Linked DNA regions of Siniperca chuatsi: region 1 is linked to region 2. A link is a contact called in public Hi-C data. All regions are on one chromosome and are shown on one strand. The core of a region is the stretch at or near the end of the contact, and the rest is flanking DNA. Distances in the headings are between cores, read along the strand shown. Region 1 overlaps zfhx4 (zinc finger homeobox protein 4). Region 2 overlaps zfhx4 (zinc finger homeobox protein 4).

What was found. Hi-C and Micro-C count contacts between places; a contact is called where the count stands out from the background.
Region 1: a Hi-C map of liver shows a contact between it and region 2, with 2.3 times the contacts expected there. The contact joins two enhancer-like sites. A contact is called at or near these places in 2 of 3 Hi-C or Micro-C datasets (liver and skeletal muscle).

What each region holds. Positions count from the first base shown.
Region 1 is chrLG19:12,067,797-12,072,360 of ASM2008510v1, forward strand. The region is part of intron 6 of zfhx4 (zinc finger homeobox protein 4); the gene reads left to right. Among protein-coding and RNA genes, the nearest start is that of pex2, 47 kb to the right of the region's middle. Within about 2 kb of position 2,260, the one cell type or tissue checked has an H3K27ac peak away from gene starts, as active enhancers do. A contact at or near this core is called in liver, where this site is marked.
Region 2 is chrLG19:12,018,844-12,023,000 of ASM2008510v1, forward strand. The region is part of intron 1 of zfhx4 (zinc finger homeobox protein 4); the gene reads left to right. Among protein-coding and RNA genes, the nearest start is that of LOC122866228, 16 kb to the left of the region's middle. Within about 2 kb of position 2,063, the one cell type or tissue checked has an H3K27ac peak away from gene starts, as active enhancers do. A contact at or near this core is called in liver, where this site is marked.

The sequences.
Region 1 (4,564 bases), core at 1,010-3,509, 49 kb after region 2:
ATAACTTATCATATAACGGTATTTTAATCTGTCCTTTCTATCTACTTAAATGTTTTCTTTGATTTCCATCCAAGATTACAGTCTTGTTTTTGGTGGCTCTGAAAGCAGATGTTTTTTATGCAGCTAAAAACGGGACAGTAGCCCAATAGGATAAAGATCTGTTTAAGCATTATCCATTTGGCCACTGCCCGTCACAGGCCTATTTTAAGCATAGACACACACACACACACACACACACACACACACACACACACACACACACACACACACACACACACAGCCATTCTCTTAAACCATGGCAGCCATTTTATTAGATTCCCTGATTCTCTGCCTCGTATTAGTTCCCGGAAAATAAATAAACCTTGAATACATGACAAGGACCATTCTGGTCAATTGGAAACTATATCTATCCTGCTGGTATCTTTGTTTACCAGTGTAGTGATGGATGGACAGATAGAGGGATAAATGGAGGCACTGAGGAACAGATAGGATAGGTATACGGATGGATAGTTGTGTGAAAATATATAAAAATAGATGGACAGATGGATAGATAGGTGGATAGATAAATGGATGGATAGATAGACAGATGAATGTGGCAAGGAGATCTTGTTGGGCTGATAGAGTTGAGCAGGTATGCCGAGAAACAGCTGCTTTCTTCATTAGGTTCATCTATCGATCTCAGACCCTCGCTGTGCGTGCGTGTGTGTGTGTGTGTGTGTGTGTGTGTGTGTGTGTATGTTTTTGAGGGAGAGAGAGGGGAAAGACAGCAGCCTCTGTAGATAAGTGCTGGTAATAGAACAGAATGAATTCTTATCACAGAGATGGGAAGGCCATTAACCCTCAGCTCCTAGTTCTCTCTCTGTCTCTGTCTGGTCCGACTCTCTCTTTCTGTTTCCCCCTCCCTCCGTCCTCCGGTCTGGACCTGACAGGGTCACGTTGGTGAGCGTGTGTGATATTTCCACTATGTGTGTGACTCTCTGAGAGTGTGTGTGTTTTGCGGCTGCCGCTGTGCAGACTGCCCCATCGGCCAGATGTTTATAATCAGGGGCTAGATAAATATTGGACCGAGGAATCATAAAAGACCAGGAAAAACTGAAAATAGAGAAAGAGATGGAGGGGAGATGAAACAGAGGAGAGGAATCTTCTTTTCAAATTATTCCTAAATCCCTCAGTAAGCTTGCCGTGCCGCCTCCTCAATTCACCTACTCAGCCTAAGGTGATTCAAACAGCCGAAATGCAATATGGCTGTTGTGTAAGATGCAGGTGTTTGTTGTGTGTGTGTGTGCACACGTGTGGAGGTGTACAGTAGGTGTGCTAGCCGATTGTATAAGGCCAGGTGTTGCAGCAATTTTTTTTTTCACCACTGAACCTTTTGAAGCCATATTTTTGTCCTGTGAAAACCTTTTGTATTTGCTATTAAAGAATCATTAACATCACCCACCCCCTCCCACCCCCACCCCCCCAGTGCTCACAGCACTGAAAATGAAACCCCTCTTAACACGAAACAACAGTTTCTGTCTGCGCAGCAAGCAAGGCATGCAAGCCTTTAATCTTGGCTATGTTTATTCATATGATTTTCTTTTTTCCTTCTTCTTTTTTCAATATAGTAATAGGTGTTTTGTTAGTCGCCTGCAAGACAGCAGAGCGGGCAATTTGAGTGAGAGAAAATACAATGAAGTGTCTCAGGAAGTCGTAATTGACAACAACAAAGCAAATTTGGAGCTGCTGATACAAGCGTTTTTTACACAAAAGTCATTTTTTCAGCTTATTCTGTCAGTTCAACTTATTGACATTCACACCAGGAGCGTATTAAATGTGACAATCCTATTGTCTGGCTTTCAGAGTCGACCTGAAACAATAGATATTTTTTGCTGGTGTAATAAGTTCTCATGTGTTTTAAGCAATAAGTGGGTGGGTGTGGGTGGATTGGAGCGTGTGGATGGAAACACGTGTGTTTGCTTGTACTGGTGTGTGTGTGTTTACATGTTAGCATGTGGGCTGTGGACCTCTGTGCATGAAATACATTGAACGCTGTGTAGGAGTAAATGTATGTTATGTGCACAGGGTTTCGGGTATAGGTGTGTGTGAGCGAGTGCAGGTGTGTGTGCATATGTGTGTCAGTTATTCCCAGGCCCTGTGCAGGAGCTGTAGCCCCTCTCCGCTGGGTTGATGTTTAGTATTTTAGACATGCTACATTAACAACATCTGGTTAAGATCTAAATGCTTGTTAAACGCGCTGAAATTCGGGGGGAAAGGTACAGAGAGAACGAAGGGAGAGAGGGAGAATAAAGAGGGAGAGTAGGGTAAATAAAGATTTGAGGGTGAGAGAACGGGAGGGAGGGAGATCAGTAAGTCTGTAAGGTTATTACCCTGGCAGTATTACCACTGGCCCTTGACTGTGTGTGTGTGCGTGTGCGCATGGCTGTGACTGTGTGGGATGGTGTAATGTTTCAAAGCTTTCCCCTTTAAAACCTAGAGGCCAAACTAGAGCCACGCGCGGCGCAGGAATGTGACATCACAGGGCCCCTATTGCTTGCACACACACACACACACACACACATACACACACGCACACGTGGTCTCACAGGGGACATGACCAGAGTTGTAAGAAGAAATCAGCGTCAACATCATGGCTAAGTGGGGGAGACATGGCAGTCATGGGTGTTACACAAAATATTAAGGCTGCATTACTACCACAGATACACTGGACACAGACCATATCTAGTCTTTATTATTATTTTTAGACATATAACACAACAGCACTGATAATATTGTAGCATATAGAGTCCTAACAGCTATACAGTATGAGTTTCTCATTCTAGTTGTTACAGCATTTCTCATATATTTCTCATGATATTTTCTTTGGCAGCAAGTACCATTTCACTGGATGCTCCGCTTTCATAGTGTCTGTGATTTACCATAAACAATAATGGGAAAAAATGATTTTTTTTACTCCTTTACCCCTTTAATGAGCACCATTCTAGCCCTAAGGAAGCAAATTAGAGGCAGCTCGGCCCAGCTAATGAATTCAGCCATTTTGGAGCCTCCGTGTCCAGTTTCTTGGCGTGGCATTGCTCTGCGGTTGTGTGCTGTACGGTTGAGTCCTCCACTGGGCACATAATGACCCGGCATGGCAGTTATGGGCCCTTGGGGGAGACGGGAAGGGGAGCGAGTGGTCTCAGAGCAGGTCATTATACAGCTAGAGGGCACACACACACACACACACACACACAAACATTTTCCCATTGTCTCCATCTCCCATATGTCTATTCCTCCATTTTTTCTTTCCAAACATCTCTTTCTGTTTGTCTTTCTCACTATCATCCTGCATCTATCTGTCCGAAACTTGTTTTTCTATTTTATTTTTGACTGTGATGTTTCGAAGTAACATGAGCATTTGTAAAATATTTTTGTACTAAAATTTGTACCGAAATAATTCAACATATTATTTTCTTCTAAAATCACGTAAACCACATATGTTGTGTTTGGGGATTTCAGGAGGTATTTAGAGAGTCATTCATCCAGGGACCTAATTGGTTACACTTGCTACCAATTAATAGTTAAATGTAAAACCAGACTGATTTGGCTGTATCCCTGATCAGGAGTCACTTAATTATTCTTCCTCTGTTAAATATAGGCTGGTGTTGGTTGCAGGGTAATCGGACCCAGGGTCTGTGGTTAGCTCAAGCTCACCGGCCGGCTTTAATGTTCCGACCGACCCACATCAAAGAGAGTCCCACCAGGCTGCCAAAATCACACACCGTCCACAGCCTGACCCACTCCCTGTGTGTGTGTGTGTGTGTGTGTGTGTGTGTGTATGCACAGAGGCAGTCGAAGGTGACTGCGAAAGTTTTGCTCTGTGTGTCCTCTGGTAGCGATTAAGTTGATGGTTAAGAGTCCCTGCCGCAGAACCCTCTGTCTCTCGCTCTCTTTCTCGCACACACACACACACACACTCTTGCACATGACAACTCACATGCAAACACATGCAGTCACTGTCTCACTCACTTGATCAATGGCGCACGTCCACACAAACACGCTCAAACATGTGCGCACACACACGGTCACACACGCACTCCCATACACACTCTTGTGGTGTGTAACTGTCAGGGTCAGTCAGAGGGCAGACACTGTGCTGATGTATTGAGAGAGCTCGTCTGGGAATGTCCTCAGTGTGGAAACACATTCCCCGTATGCATGCACGCACACACACACACACACACACTCACCACAGATCTAACCGACAAGAAGGGGAAAGGAGTGAAAAAAACACTGATGAGGCCCAGATGATCACCCCTCCTTTCCTCTCTTTCTCTCTTTTTCACTCTTCACCCTCATTGCTCCCTCTCTTTCCTTCTCTCTGTTCATTGTCTCTCATTTCTCTTGTGTCCTGTCTAGCTACAGGTAGACTGCCCCCTAGAGGTTAGATAAAATGGTGGTTTCGTAATGTCATGATCAAGCACTGGCCACTTTCACCAGACCCATATCCTCCTTGCCTTGTTTTCCTCCTTTAAAAAAATGGGAGAGTTTAATTTGCTTTAATAGGCTAATATAAAATGTTCAG
Region 2 (4,157 bases), core at 813-3,312:
CATGAGTGGGGTAGAGAGAGGCCCGACTGTCCAGATTAAACCAGCACACAATGACTCCTATTTACACACGTTCCATTTGTACGAGCATTTGCATATTCAAAAATACTCTGCCATCTTTCCTTGTCTGCTCAGTGTGTGTGTTTGCATGTGCACTCGTGCATTGGCAAGGTCGTGCGCATGTGGCGGCAATGTGTTGGAGGGGACAACAGCAGTTCAGTTGTGTGTCGTGTGTGTCAGTCTGTGTGTGTCACATGTGTAACACACTGCTGTCTGTGAAGCGAGACCGGGACTGTGAGACTGGTATGGCTCTGTGTAGCGACATAGCTGAATTTGTTTTTGATTATTGTACAAGACTGAGATTCTGGCAAAGAAAAGCTTGGGCCTAAATAACAGGGACAAGGAGTTCTGCCTTTGAAACGTTCAGCCCTTCTTTTCATTCCACCCAAATATCTAATTACAACACATCTTTATAGCTGCCCCCAACCAAGCAGCAGGACTTTCTTTTTTAAGGGGGAGGGTGGACAAACATTTAATTTTCTGTGCTTCCCACTAGCCAAAGGTGGATAGAGATTGGGCCTAGTTGGTGCTACTAGTACTTGCATGCTAATCCTGTTTTTTGACAGGAACGTAAACTGATATAATTGCTTTTCAGAGGCAGGAACGGCGGTTTATACAAGTGTGAAAGCACGGGAAAGGGGATTAGCATTATTTTGCATAATGCTGGGCAGGCGCTGAATGGGGCATTGAACGCTTGACTGGGTGACAGAGATGAAAGAGAGATGAAATGCTCTACCCCTCTTCTCTCTCTCCCTCCCTCTCTTCCGTTTCTCCCCAACAGGCCCTCTGTCTCTGACCACTGTTGCCGGTAGAGGACTGTGTTTGCTGGAGAGGACCCGGAAACACCAGGCTGGTGTTTTTGGCTGTTTGTTCGGATGCCAGCAGATGGAACCTGTCATGTGAGGCAATATGTATGATAATAGAGTAACTGTGGATACTGGGAAACTCTGGGCTCCCTAAGCCTCCATGTATATACTAAACTGCATCCCTAAAGCACTGAAGTGTGCAATTATGTAGTGGATGGATGTGGCTCAGGTAGCATTTACATGGAAGGAAGGGAGCGGCTTTCATGGATCAAATCAAACTACACTGTTCTTACTTTTTCCTTTGTTGAGATGTTTGCTAAGGATTTGGTCGGATACCGTCTGGGTAGAGGGAATTGTGGAATTGCGAGGCAGGTGTGTTTTATGTGAATGCCTGCATGTGTGTGAGCTCTGGTGGTAGTGGTAGGAGGGGGTACAAGGGTGGTGACGCAGCTTAAAATTGCCACCGTGACTTCCATATGACCCGACTCGACTTTATGAGTAATTTATGATCAACCGTCATCATTGCTATTGCATCTGGCGTATGGAAATGATCCAGGGTCGAGGAGGGGTGCGAGGTTGGTTAGAGGAGAACATGAACGCCACAAAGGCCGGTGTGGCCTGTTTTTGTTGTCTCTCATTGGACAGGATCCTCTTTCTTTGACCTTTTGCACGCCTTCCCTCGCCTTTCATATGCTAATGCTGGCCAGATCCGAGGAGGAAACGTGCTGGAGCTGAGTGGAGGAGGACAAAGACTCCCTCTCTCTTTCTCTGCCTCCTTTCCACGCTATATCTCCTCTTTTCTTGCCTCTTCCCCTCTCAGCAACTTGACAGACTGAAAGGAAGTGAGTGCTTAGTGGATGGGAAAGGTGGGGATGGTGTTCTCGCTGTGACCTGCACCACCTGTGAGGATCAAGTGTGCTGCAGCGATCCTTGGTTATGTGTATGTGGAGTGTTATTTTGAGTGGCCCTTGTAGTGTGTATTGCAGATCGGTAATCGTTTGAGCCATGCTACTGGTAGCAGTATAGCTCAGGCAGAGTCGGTTGAGGAGTAATTTGTTGCTTTTCCAGTGAAACTAGTGTAGGCTAGAAACTAGAGTTGTCATACAAGGTCTATATTTCTCCCTGTCTCTCTCAGCTCTGCCAACTCTATCTTACAACCAGTAAAGTACTGTCTCTGGCGGGGTAAAAGGATACTAATATAGTTACTACAACCCTCCCCTAACATAATACTCCAGTGCACCACTGTTGAGCATGACGTGGTTTCGAGGCTCTGTTATGGGAAGGGGGCATGTTATCTGTAGGAAATGTAATTTTTGTCCTCATTGAAATCGTTCATTATTGAGCGCGGTTATCTAAATGTTTTTGTTGCTGTTGGTCCTGCGCCAGTCAGGATTGCGTTACCCTCTCTCTCTCTCTCTCTCTCCCTCTGTCTCTCTCTCTCTCTCTCTCTCTCTCTCACTCTCTCATGTCTATGTCTGTCTGTCTCTCACTCTCTCTCTCTCTCATCTCGCCAGGCCTTCATCAGTCTCTTAAGGGAAAATAGAAAGAGGGGGATTTTTCTCTTCCCTCTGTACTCCATCCCGTTCTCAGGCTCTCCTGCCTATTTTGCATCAGCCATCTCGTACAGGATATTAGCCATGGAAAAACATGGGTCTGGGTATTTCATTTAGAATAATATGTTTATTCTTTTCATTTCAAAGTGGAAGTGGGGGGATTTCGCAGGGTGGGGAAAGAACAATCGGGGCCGTGTGTTCGAGGACTCATTCTGTTTGATCTGAGGTCCTGTGGGCCCTGGGGGTGGCTAAGATTCTCAGGTTTATGTGAAATAAAATGGGCTGTTGAAAAAATTAGGCCTCTCTCTTTCTCTCATATTGTCTCACTGATTTGCTTTCTCTTTGGATCTCTGTTGGAGTCTCTGTCTCATGTTCTCTGTTGCTTTCTGTCTCGTCTTTCATTTGCATCTCTGGATGTTCTTTTCTGTGGCATGGCAGTCAGGTAGGGAGGGGAGAACAGGGATTGGGCAATTCGAAAGCAAAGAGAAACTGCCTCCTTACTGATATTTCTAAACTTTTACTTTATTGCTGTACATATGTATCTATTCGGTGTAGACTTGAAGCTGCATTTACCTTTCAGACTGTGACATTGCTTGTCCTCTATACTCCTTGATGCAGTCACCATGAAGGACACTTGCTCAGCCCTTCAGGTCCATGTGAGTGCCTCAAAGTCCTCATCTTACATATTCAACAAAGCATTCAGCAGGCTTTTGTTTTAGAAAGGTTTGTCCCTCATGTACTTACCAACAAAATAATGCACAGTACAAAAGGTTATATGCCACATTTTATCGATTGCTCTACAAAGTACTTTCATAGTTGTAAAAGCTGGCAAGGTAAAATCAAATCCAGAAAAAATATATGCACAACTACCTCATCCAAAGAGAAGTTAAAAAGACAAGCTCTGAGTTAAGAGGGGAAAAAAGTTGATGAATGACTAAGTTACTCCAGGTTTGAGAAAAAATACACCACAATAGCACAAGACGTCTCATGACAAATGATACATTCTCTTCCTTGTTGGCCAAAGACAAAGGCGGGGATTTAAAAGGCAGAGAGCCCAGTCACAGGACAAATGCACATCAATAGACCTTAAGGAAAAATGGAGAAAGAAGGGAAAGTGATAGTATAGTATATCTGTGGAAATAAAACAAAGTAAAAAATCTTTATAGATAAGATAACAATGATAGTATTTTTATCAGGATATCTGTGTCACCCTTACTTTCTCTTCGGTTCATGTATGCTACTGTGTGTCAGCATCTGCATGTGCCTGTGTATGCATGTATATCTCATATGAGGCATGATTGGCATGTGGTATTCCTGAAGGCAATCGCATGTGGATATCAAGGCCATTGGCAGGGCTTGTCAGGGAATAAGTGGCTAATTAATTATGCATGACTTGTGGGCTTAAACAAACAGTGTAATGAGAGATGAGATGAATTTACCAAATAATTTAGCCTTAGTTGCATGGAAACCTTCTCAATTATTCTATTATTATTATTAAAACTCACAATTATGAGATTTAAGATTTAAAAAATTCCAAAATGCCCACCCACCTGGCCACAATTAATATGAATATTTCTCTGGACCATTTTGTAACTACAGGGATATGTATTGTGAACAGTATTATAAAACAACATCTTTTCCAATGTAGGTCTCAGTCTGATCTAATACAGGCAAGCAAGCATGTGTCTCCACAACTCCCCCGAGGAGACTCCAGCCAACACTATCCCTCTCAAACCCTGCC